Regions from separate parts of the Oryctolagus cuniculus genome. Here region 2 is linked to region 1. Evidence: chromatin contacts called from public Micro-C data. All regions are on one chromosome and are shown on one strand. Each heading gives the region's core, a stretch centred on a gene start, on an enhancer-like site or on the middle of the called end of the contact. The rest is flanking DNA. Distances are from core to core; before and after follow the strand shown.

What was found. A called contact is a pair of places that touch in the nucleus more often than the background predicts.
Region 2: a contact with region 1 is called in a Micro-C map of ear pinna, with 4 times the contacts expected there. The contact joins the promoter of LOC127493550 here to the promoter of ATP1B1 in region 1. A contact is called at or near these places in 3 of 6 Hi-C or Micro-C datasets (ear pinna, embryonic fibroblasts and psoas muscle).

Annotation. Positions count from the first base shown.
Region 1 is chr7:29,614,196-29,618,390 of mOryCun1.1, reverse strand. ATP1B1 (ATPase Na+/K+ transporting subunit beta 1) reads left to right here and starts at 1,303. Exons shown (of 6, transcript NM_001082073.1): 1 at 1,303-1,414. The coding sequence starts at 1,318.
Region 2 is chr7:29,906,446-29,910,336 of mOryCun1.1, reverse strand. LOC127493550 (E3 ubiquitin-protein ligase Midline-1) reads right to left here and starts at 1,878. Exons shown (of 2, transcript XM_070077378.1): 1 at 1,411-1,878; 2 at 1-971. The coding sequence starts at 933.

The DNA of each region.
Region 1 (4,195 bases), core at 54-2,553:
CGTAGGAGCTGGGTGATCCCAAATGCTCTTTGGCTGCAGGAATTGTACAGAACAGAGCGGTCGGTGCCCCAAGGAGAATAAGAGCATGCCAGTGAGCACACCAGTCTCCGGACTGGCACCGAGGGCGCTGGGTCACGTGCAGACACTGTCGCCTGGGTCTGGACTGGCTTGAACCGCATCCGGTTTCCATAGGACGACTCACCCGGGGTACCCCTCCCGAGTCCTGGCTCCAGGCTACCTCGCTGGATGGGTTTGGCAACCGTCCTGCTCAAGGTGGCTCAGGCCGCCCACAAGGAGCACAGCCCGACTCTCGGGAACCCGGGCTGCCGGCTGGGCGGGCCCGGGCGCAGGGCCGGGCCGGAACTGCAACCGCAGTGGCCTGGACAGCGAGGGGGCGGCAGGTGCAGGAGCAGAGAGGCAGGGCGGAGCTGGGCAGAGTCCCCGACCCACGAGCGTCCCAGAGTGACCTTGCCCCCGCCCCGCCGGGGCCTTCGAGAGGTGGACCTGCAGCGCGGCTGACGGGACCAGCTCAGGGCCGCCGGGCCGGGGTCCCCGGCGTCCGCGGGGCTCCGAACGACTCCAGGGCAGACCACCCCACCTTCGCGGGGCGGGGCGGGTCTGCGCCCCGCAGGGACGAGGAGGAGGGTATCCACGCCGCCCCCTCCGCCCTCAGTCCTCCGCCCTCCGCCCTCCTCCGCGCGCCGGCTCCCCAGCCAGGCCCGCGCGCCCGGGCGGCTCCTTTGTGCCGACCCCGCGCCCGCCCTCCCGGGTCCCGGGCCCCGCCCCCGCGCGGCGATTGGCCGGGTGGGAGGCCGGTGGGCGGGGCCCAGGCGGCCGGGGCGCGGTATATAGTAAAGGTAGGGCCCGCGCCCCCGGCCAGGTTCTCCGCTCTTGGCGGGCGCGCTGCTGCAGGGCCCGCGGTCCGCCTGTGCGTCCTTTTTCCCCTGCTGCTTGCCTGTCTCTGCAGAGGTCACAGCGGGCGGGGGCCCCGTGGCGGCGGGAGCGGCTGCTGCGGGTGCGTGGAGCTCCCCCCAAAGCGAGAGGAGTGAGCGGAGGACCAAAGGGAGCGGGGAGCGGCCGCGCGCCCACCAATAGGTGCGGGGCTCGCAGCCGCCCGGCCCGCGCGTCCCTCCCCCTCCTCCGCCCCCGCGCGTCGCCGCCCCCGCCCCCCGCCGCTGCCTGGGCTCCGCGGTCGCGCGTCTCGCACTCGGAGAGCCGCAGCGGCAGCGGCGCGTCCAGCCTGCGAGAGCCGGGCCCGCACGCCGACAGGAGCACGCGAGGCGCACGCCGCAGTCCGGCAGCCGCTGACCCGCCACCATGGCCCGCGGGAAAGCCAAGGAGGAAGGCAGCTGGAAGAAATTCATCTGGAACTCGGAGAAGAAGGAGTTTTTGGGCAGGACCGGCGGCAGCTGGTGTAAGTACCGAGTGTGCGGCTCTCGCCCCCCGCGCGCCCTGCCGGTGCCGGCGGCGCATCGCTAGCGCAGGCCCTGCGGACGGGCAGGGGACGCTGCGCGGGTCGCACTGGCCCGGGCTCGTCGCCAGGCGCGGGGTGGCTGCGGGAGCTCGCCTGATCAAGGGCTGTGTGTGTTGTGCCCGTCTGGTCTCTTGGTAATGTGTAGCCCGCCCCACCGTGAGCGCCGTTCGAGCCTTTGGCTCTGGGGAACGACCAGGTGCCGGGAGACTGGCTGTGGTCGCCCTGTGGCCGTGTCCCAGGTCCATCAAAAAAAAGGGGGGGGGGATTTGGGGCTGCGAGAGAACCTCATGGGAGGTCCATGAATGTACTGCAGGCGGGGTTCTGTGGCATAGCATCTTGCACCTAGTCTTGATAGGCGCCCAGGAAGAGAGAGACGAGAGGGAAGGAGTAGAAGACTCCGACCTCACTGCAGTATTTCATAGCGATGGCCAGAGCTTCCCCCAGTAGCCTGGCCAGAGCCGCCCCAGCCCAGCTCCATGTCGGGGCTCCGTTTCAGAGTGCTGGCCCGGAACATGGCAAAGTCTGGTGGTTTTCCTGGTCCACATAGACAGATGCGGATCAGTAGCTTGGGTTGATTACAGTAAAGCATCCATTAGTCTAGGAAATAAATGGCCCAGTCGGAGAGGCAGCTCATCTCCTAAGATTTTGTGCAGCCTGTTGCTTGGTTGCATGGACTTGGTTGTCCCCCCTGCCCTAAATTAGATCTCTTACCTGCTCTCTGCCTCCTTACCCCAGAAGGGTGACTTTTTTTTTTTTTTCTGAAAAGGTCATTTTGAAGGGCAGAGTTGTAGGCAAATCTATGAGTCTGAGTCGTGACTGCGGAAGGGAGGGAGGGAACTCCCCCCTGCGGCATCACTGCCCCCTCCCCCTTCTCCAGTGTCATCATCATCATCATCATCACCGGCAGCAGCCCCTCTGCTGCAGTCACTGGGGGAGCCCTGAGGAGGGGCTGATGCAGGTTGGGAGGATCTGTGTGAACAGGCTGGAGAATGAGTCAGGGAAATCGTGCTCGGCTGACATTTTGAAATGGAAGAAGCTATAATATATGGTTTTTTTTTTTTTTTTTTTTTTTTTTTTTTTGGGTAAAGGAAAACGAAGTGCAGCCTGTAGCCAGTCACTCTTGGTTGAAAAGTAAAGGGTTAATAATGCATCACACTTCAAGGTTAGTCAAGGTGAAGCCTCATTCCAGGGTACTGTTGGGAAGCCTAGGTCCTGAGCCATGGAAAATGTAGTTCTTCATAGCTGTGGCTTTAAGCTGTTTTATATTTCATTTTGCTTTGCGGAGACTGGTTCTTCCATGAGATTGTCGTCATGGCTCAGGCAAAAAGGTAGCTCCCTGTGTTTTCCTGATGTGGAAGGGAAAACCTGAGGAAATGTAGAGCCAGTGTAGGCTGACAGCTCCCAGCCAGGGCCATCTCCTAGCAACTCTGTGGAACTTGAGTGAGGCCTGGGAGGTGCACTGCGGAAGGGCTCTGCTCCCCCCAGGTTAGCTGGGGCGGCCTTCCCCGGTGGTCTCACGCCTGCTGTGACAGGTCATGGGGCAAGAGCTGCAGTGACTCCAGGCACATTGTGAAATTTGCCCTCTAGTGTATCTTCATAAAATGTATTTCTTTCCTCATTCCGATTTCGTGCTTTTTAAAATAACATTTGCTTTAGAGGGTAAGGCGATATGGAATGGCTGGCTCTTTAGGTCGACATTTATAGAGGTTTCACAGCCCCGAGAGAGACAGAAAATGCATTAATATTTGTGTCTTGATATCACATGCTGCAAAATATCCTTACCCTGAGGTATGAATGCAGATACCAGGACTGGGGTGCTTCTCTCATCTCTGCTTCCATTTTCCAAGGTGCAGGTGCTAGGCTAAAAATCCAGTTTGTATTTTGCGCTAATATGTCTACTTGCTTCTTTCTGGCAGTGTGGGAAATGACAGAGCGTCTCCTAGACAGAGAAGGTGGCCGCAGCCACTCTGTCTCCTATGGGGAAAAGCCTGTGTTTCCAGCCCTGGGCCCAACATGGATGCCCTTGGGACGAGGGCAGGATGCCCTTGGCTCAGTTTTGCTTATAGGTAGATTTTCACCAAGATGGATGCAGGAGACTCTAGCCTGTCACCTGCTGGAGGAATCATGGCATGCAAATCTTTGTGCTTTCTGCCTTTTGGTTAAGTTAATGCAGGCGTTGGTGTAGGGTTTTGTATTTGTAGCTGGGCCCTGATGCCATTTTCCCATCTACCTGTGACCTTTGAAAAGGTATATATATATATATATATATATATATTTGTTTCTGATCACACAATTTCAACAGTACTTATTTTTTATTTGTGTAAAAGGGAAGATACCTTTAAAGCTTGGGCCCCATCCCATGCTGCCACTGTAGCTGGTTTGTGCCACTTGTCTAGCCTGTTTTTGTTTTGTTTTGCTTTTGATTTTTTTTGTTTTTGAGTAGCTCTTGGTGGCCTGGGTGTAGGTGAGCCCCCTGCACAGGTCCTGACAGTTCCACATGCTCCACGCTAGTTTAGTGATCGCATAGCAATAACTAGGAAGATTTTGCTGAGAAATATTTGAGCACAAAGGAAAATTTCTCGCTTCTTCTAGGGTATCTGTGGGCAGAATGGAAAGGCTGGACATGCATAAGATTAGTGGAAGGTGCTTCCAAAATTACTTATTTTTCCATTGCTCCGTATTTTCAACTGTAGCGCCAGCTGTGCCCCTTTGTATGTTGTT
Region 2 (3,891 bases), core at 629-3,128, 290 kb before region 1:
CTCCTCGCGGAGGGCGGGCGGCCCGGGCGCTGTGAGGTAGTCGAGAGATTCCAGCAGCTTCTTCTCCCGGGAGAAGTCCAGGGCGAAGCTGTCGAAGGCGTCGCTGACGTTGATCTCGGGGAGCAGGACCTGCGAGGAGGCGGTCGCCATGGAGACCCTCTCGGTGATGCTCTTGGCCGTCTGCAGGAAGCGGGCGTGGTCGGCCTCCTTGAGTGACAGCTCGGCCTGGGCGATGAGGGCGGCCGAGCGCTCCACGCACTGCTTGCAGCTGGCGATCTGCTGGGCCAGCTTACGCAGCCGCACGGCCTTGCCCTCCCGGATCTTGGCGCCGATGGCCTCGCGCCGCTGCTGGACGACGGCCACCAGGAGGTCGCACTCCTCGCCCAGCCGGGCCTCCTGCCGCGCGGCGTGGACCTCCACGAGCTGGCAGGTCTGCATCAGCTTGCCCAGCTGCGCCTCCAGCTCCGAGTTCCGCTTGACCAGGTGGGCGAGGTTGGTCTCCAAGGTTTGCTTCCACTTGTCGTAGCGCTCGCTCAGCGCCGCCACCTGGTGGTCGCGGTGCCGGCCGACGAGCTTGCAGAGCGCGCAGATGAGCTGGTCGTCGGCCGCGCAGTACAGGCTGACCCTCTCGTCCTCGTGCTCCGGGCACTGCAGCCCGCGCAGGTGCGCGTCCGGCATGGGCTCGGCGAGCCGGTGGCCGGTGAACGGCCACTTGTTGGGGTGCGTGGCGCGGAGGCAGGGCGCGCAGTAGGACACGGCGCACGTCACGCACGTCTTGGCGGCCTCGCGGGCCGGGTCCAGCTCGCAGAACTGGCACAGGACACAGCCCGGGGAGGGGGCGGGGCACGCGGCGGCCATGTCCGGGGGGGCGGGGCACGCGGCGGCCACGTCCGGGGGGGCGCACGCGGGGCGGGGCGGCTCCGGCGCGTCCATCGCGGTCAGGCCGGCGGCCGGGGCGGCCCGGCGGCGACCTGCGGGCGGGAGAGGGGGGCCGGGCGGCCCTGAGAGCCCAGGCTGGCCCCCAGAGCCCAGGCTAGCCCCGAGAGCCCCCCTTAGAGCCCAGGCTAGCCTGAGAGCCAAGGATAGCCCACAGAGCTCTGGATGGCCCTTAGAGCCGCCTTAGAGCCCAGGCTACCCACAGAGCCCAGGATGGCTCCTAGAGCCCAGGCTAGCCTTTAGAGCCCCCCTTAGAGCCCAGGATAGCCCACAGAGCCCAGGCTAGCCCTCAGAGCCCAGGCTAGCCCACAAAGCTCCCTTAGAGCCCAGGCTAGCCCTCAGAGCCCAGGCTAGCCCACAGAGCCCAGGCTATCCCCGAGAGCCCAGGATGGCCCTTAGAGCCCAGGCTGGCCCCTAGAGCCCAGGCCGGCCCTGAGAGCCCCCTGAGAGCCCAGCCCGAACACCCACCCCCACCTCTTCCGCCGACGGCCACACAATGCCAGGAAGGCCCAGCCTCCCTCGGCCGCCGCCCGGAATCCAGGTCAGTGCTCAGCAGAGGGCCCCGCGTTGCCAGGGCGACACTGGCTGTCCATCAAACCGCGCGTTGCCATGGCGACGCTGGCTGTCCATCAACCGCGCGCACGTACAAAGGGAGGGGCATCCAAGCCGCTGGAATGTGTGTGCGGATTCCACAAAGAACTCGCGCCCCGGAGGCCCCTGGGAAAAAAAATCCCAACTCCAAAAAAAAAAAAAAAGTTCGCAAAGTCCGAAACGGGAAAAGCTCGGCACTCCCGCCCCTTCCCCCGCCCAGGCCGGCCGGCGCCGGTTCTGCCCGGTCCCCGACAACCCCAGGACCCCAGGGCTCCGGCCCTCACCTGCCGCCCGCGCCGCCGGCCGACGCCGCCTCCGTCCCCCGCCCGGGCCCGGGAGGAAGTGGTCGCCCGGGCTCGGGTTTCAAATCCGTTCTCGGCGGCCCGGGGCCCAAGGGCCAATCAGGAGCCAGAGGGGCGGGACCTAATGTTAGAGGTTTTTTTTTTTTTTTTTTTTTTTTTTTTTTGACAGGCAGCGTGGACAGTGAGAGACAGAGAGAAAGGTCTTCCTTTTCCGTTGGTTCATCCTCCAATGGCCGCTGCTGCCGGCACACCACGCTGATCCAATGGCAGGAGCCAGGTGCTTCTCCTGGTCTCCCGTGTGGGTGCAGGGCCCAAGGAACTGGGCCATCCTCCACTGCACTCCTGGGCCACAGCAGAGAGCTGGCCTGGAAGAGCAGCATCCGAGACTAGAACCCGGGGTGCCAGCATGCAGGCAGAGGCCTACTGAGCTGAGGTGCCGGCCAGAGTTTTAAGAAGTGTTTATGCAATGTCTTTTCTATAAATTTGGGCATAATCAAGTAGAAATTTAAATTTAATTATCTATTTCAGAAACATTTAATTTATTTCATTTTTAAGAGAAAGTGTAAGTCAGAATCCTTGTTTGCCTGGTGGCATGCTGTTGATGGTTCTAATAAGTGCTTAGCTGGGGGACAGAACAAGACAACTCTGCTCTTGGCAGGCATTAGGATGTGAATCATCAACTCAGGAGCAGAACGTTCTAAGCTAACCCCAACCACTCCACTAGCATTTAGCATTCACTGATGCCATCCTCACTATCAAGATGATGGTAATCAAGAGGTTACATTAACCCAGGGCAACATTGGAAAGTATTTGGCATGTTTTAATTAGGTTTATTGACAAGAGATAATAAAATTTCCACCTCTTCCATTAGCACATGTTCTCAGAAAATAACTGGAGAAAGGCTGTCATTAAAGGAAAGCAATTTCTTATAGTTGCTAAAAGTCTTTTCTAGGCTTCACATATTCCTAGGAATCTTAAGAAGGCAGAAGGGATAATAGTCTAGGACTGGCAAGGGTTCTATATATCAAATTGACTTTCAAGAAACACAGGAGAATGGTGGATATACTCTGTACAAAATATGTGAATGTTGTCATAGCAGTGAGTTTGGGGTCATGAATAGGCAGAGAGAAATAAAGGCATGTAGGAACAATAAAAAAGGAAAAGAAGGGTAGACGAAAGGATTATCAAGAAGGAAGAGAGAAATACTGCCACAAGACTAAAGAAGAAAAACTAAAAGTTAGATACAGGATAAGCCCTAAACTATTATGTAGCCAGGTCCCCAAGCTCTCTTGTGTTTTATATATATATATATATATATATATATATATATATAGAGAGAGAGAGAGAGAGAGAGAGAGAGAGAGTTACAGACAGAGAGACAGAAAGAGAGAAAGGTCTTCCTTCCATTGGCCACTACGTTCAGCGCTGCGCCGATCTGAAGCCAGAAGCCAGGTGCTTCTTCCTGGTCTCCCATGCGGGTGCAGGGCCCAAGCACTTGGGCCATCCTCCACTGCCCTCCTGGGCCACAGCAGAGAACTGGACTGGAAGAAGAGCAACCTGGACTAGAACCCGGCGCCCATATGGGATGCTGGCGCCACAGGTGGAGGATTAACCAACTGAGCCAAGGCGCCGGTCTCTCCTGTGTTAAATTTTCAACCCACCAAGTTTTCCTGGCTGCAGGCAACTAGACCAAGTTACACCAATTTGACCTCATATCACAGTCTCTTCACTCATGGCCAAAAAATTCCTTACATAGTCTTCCAAAGACCTTTCTTCTACTTGGCTTGGGACCACAGGACTCATATGTCCAGGCCAGTGGCCTCCAACTTCATTTGTTCTTTGATAAATAAGTGGTCTGACCTTCCTTCTGGTCTCACTCTAGGAGGGAAGAGGAAGGATACAGAAGCTCTCTTCCTTCTAGACTGACCTAATATGCCTAACAGACACCTCTGCTTTACCTGAGGTTGGGCTGTGTATGGGGTGAGAGGGATGTGAGTGTGGGTGTGGCACAGTGTGAGGATGTGTGTGTTTGCATGTGCTTGTGTATATTTCTCTAACTTCT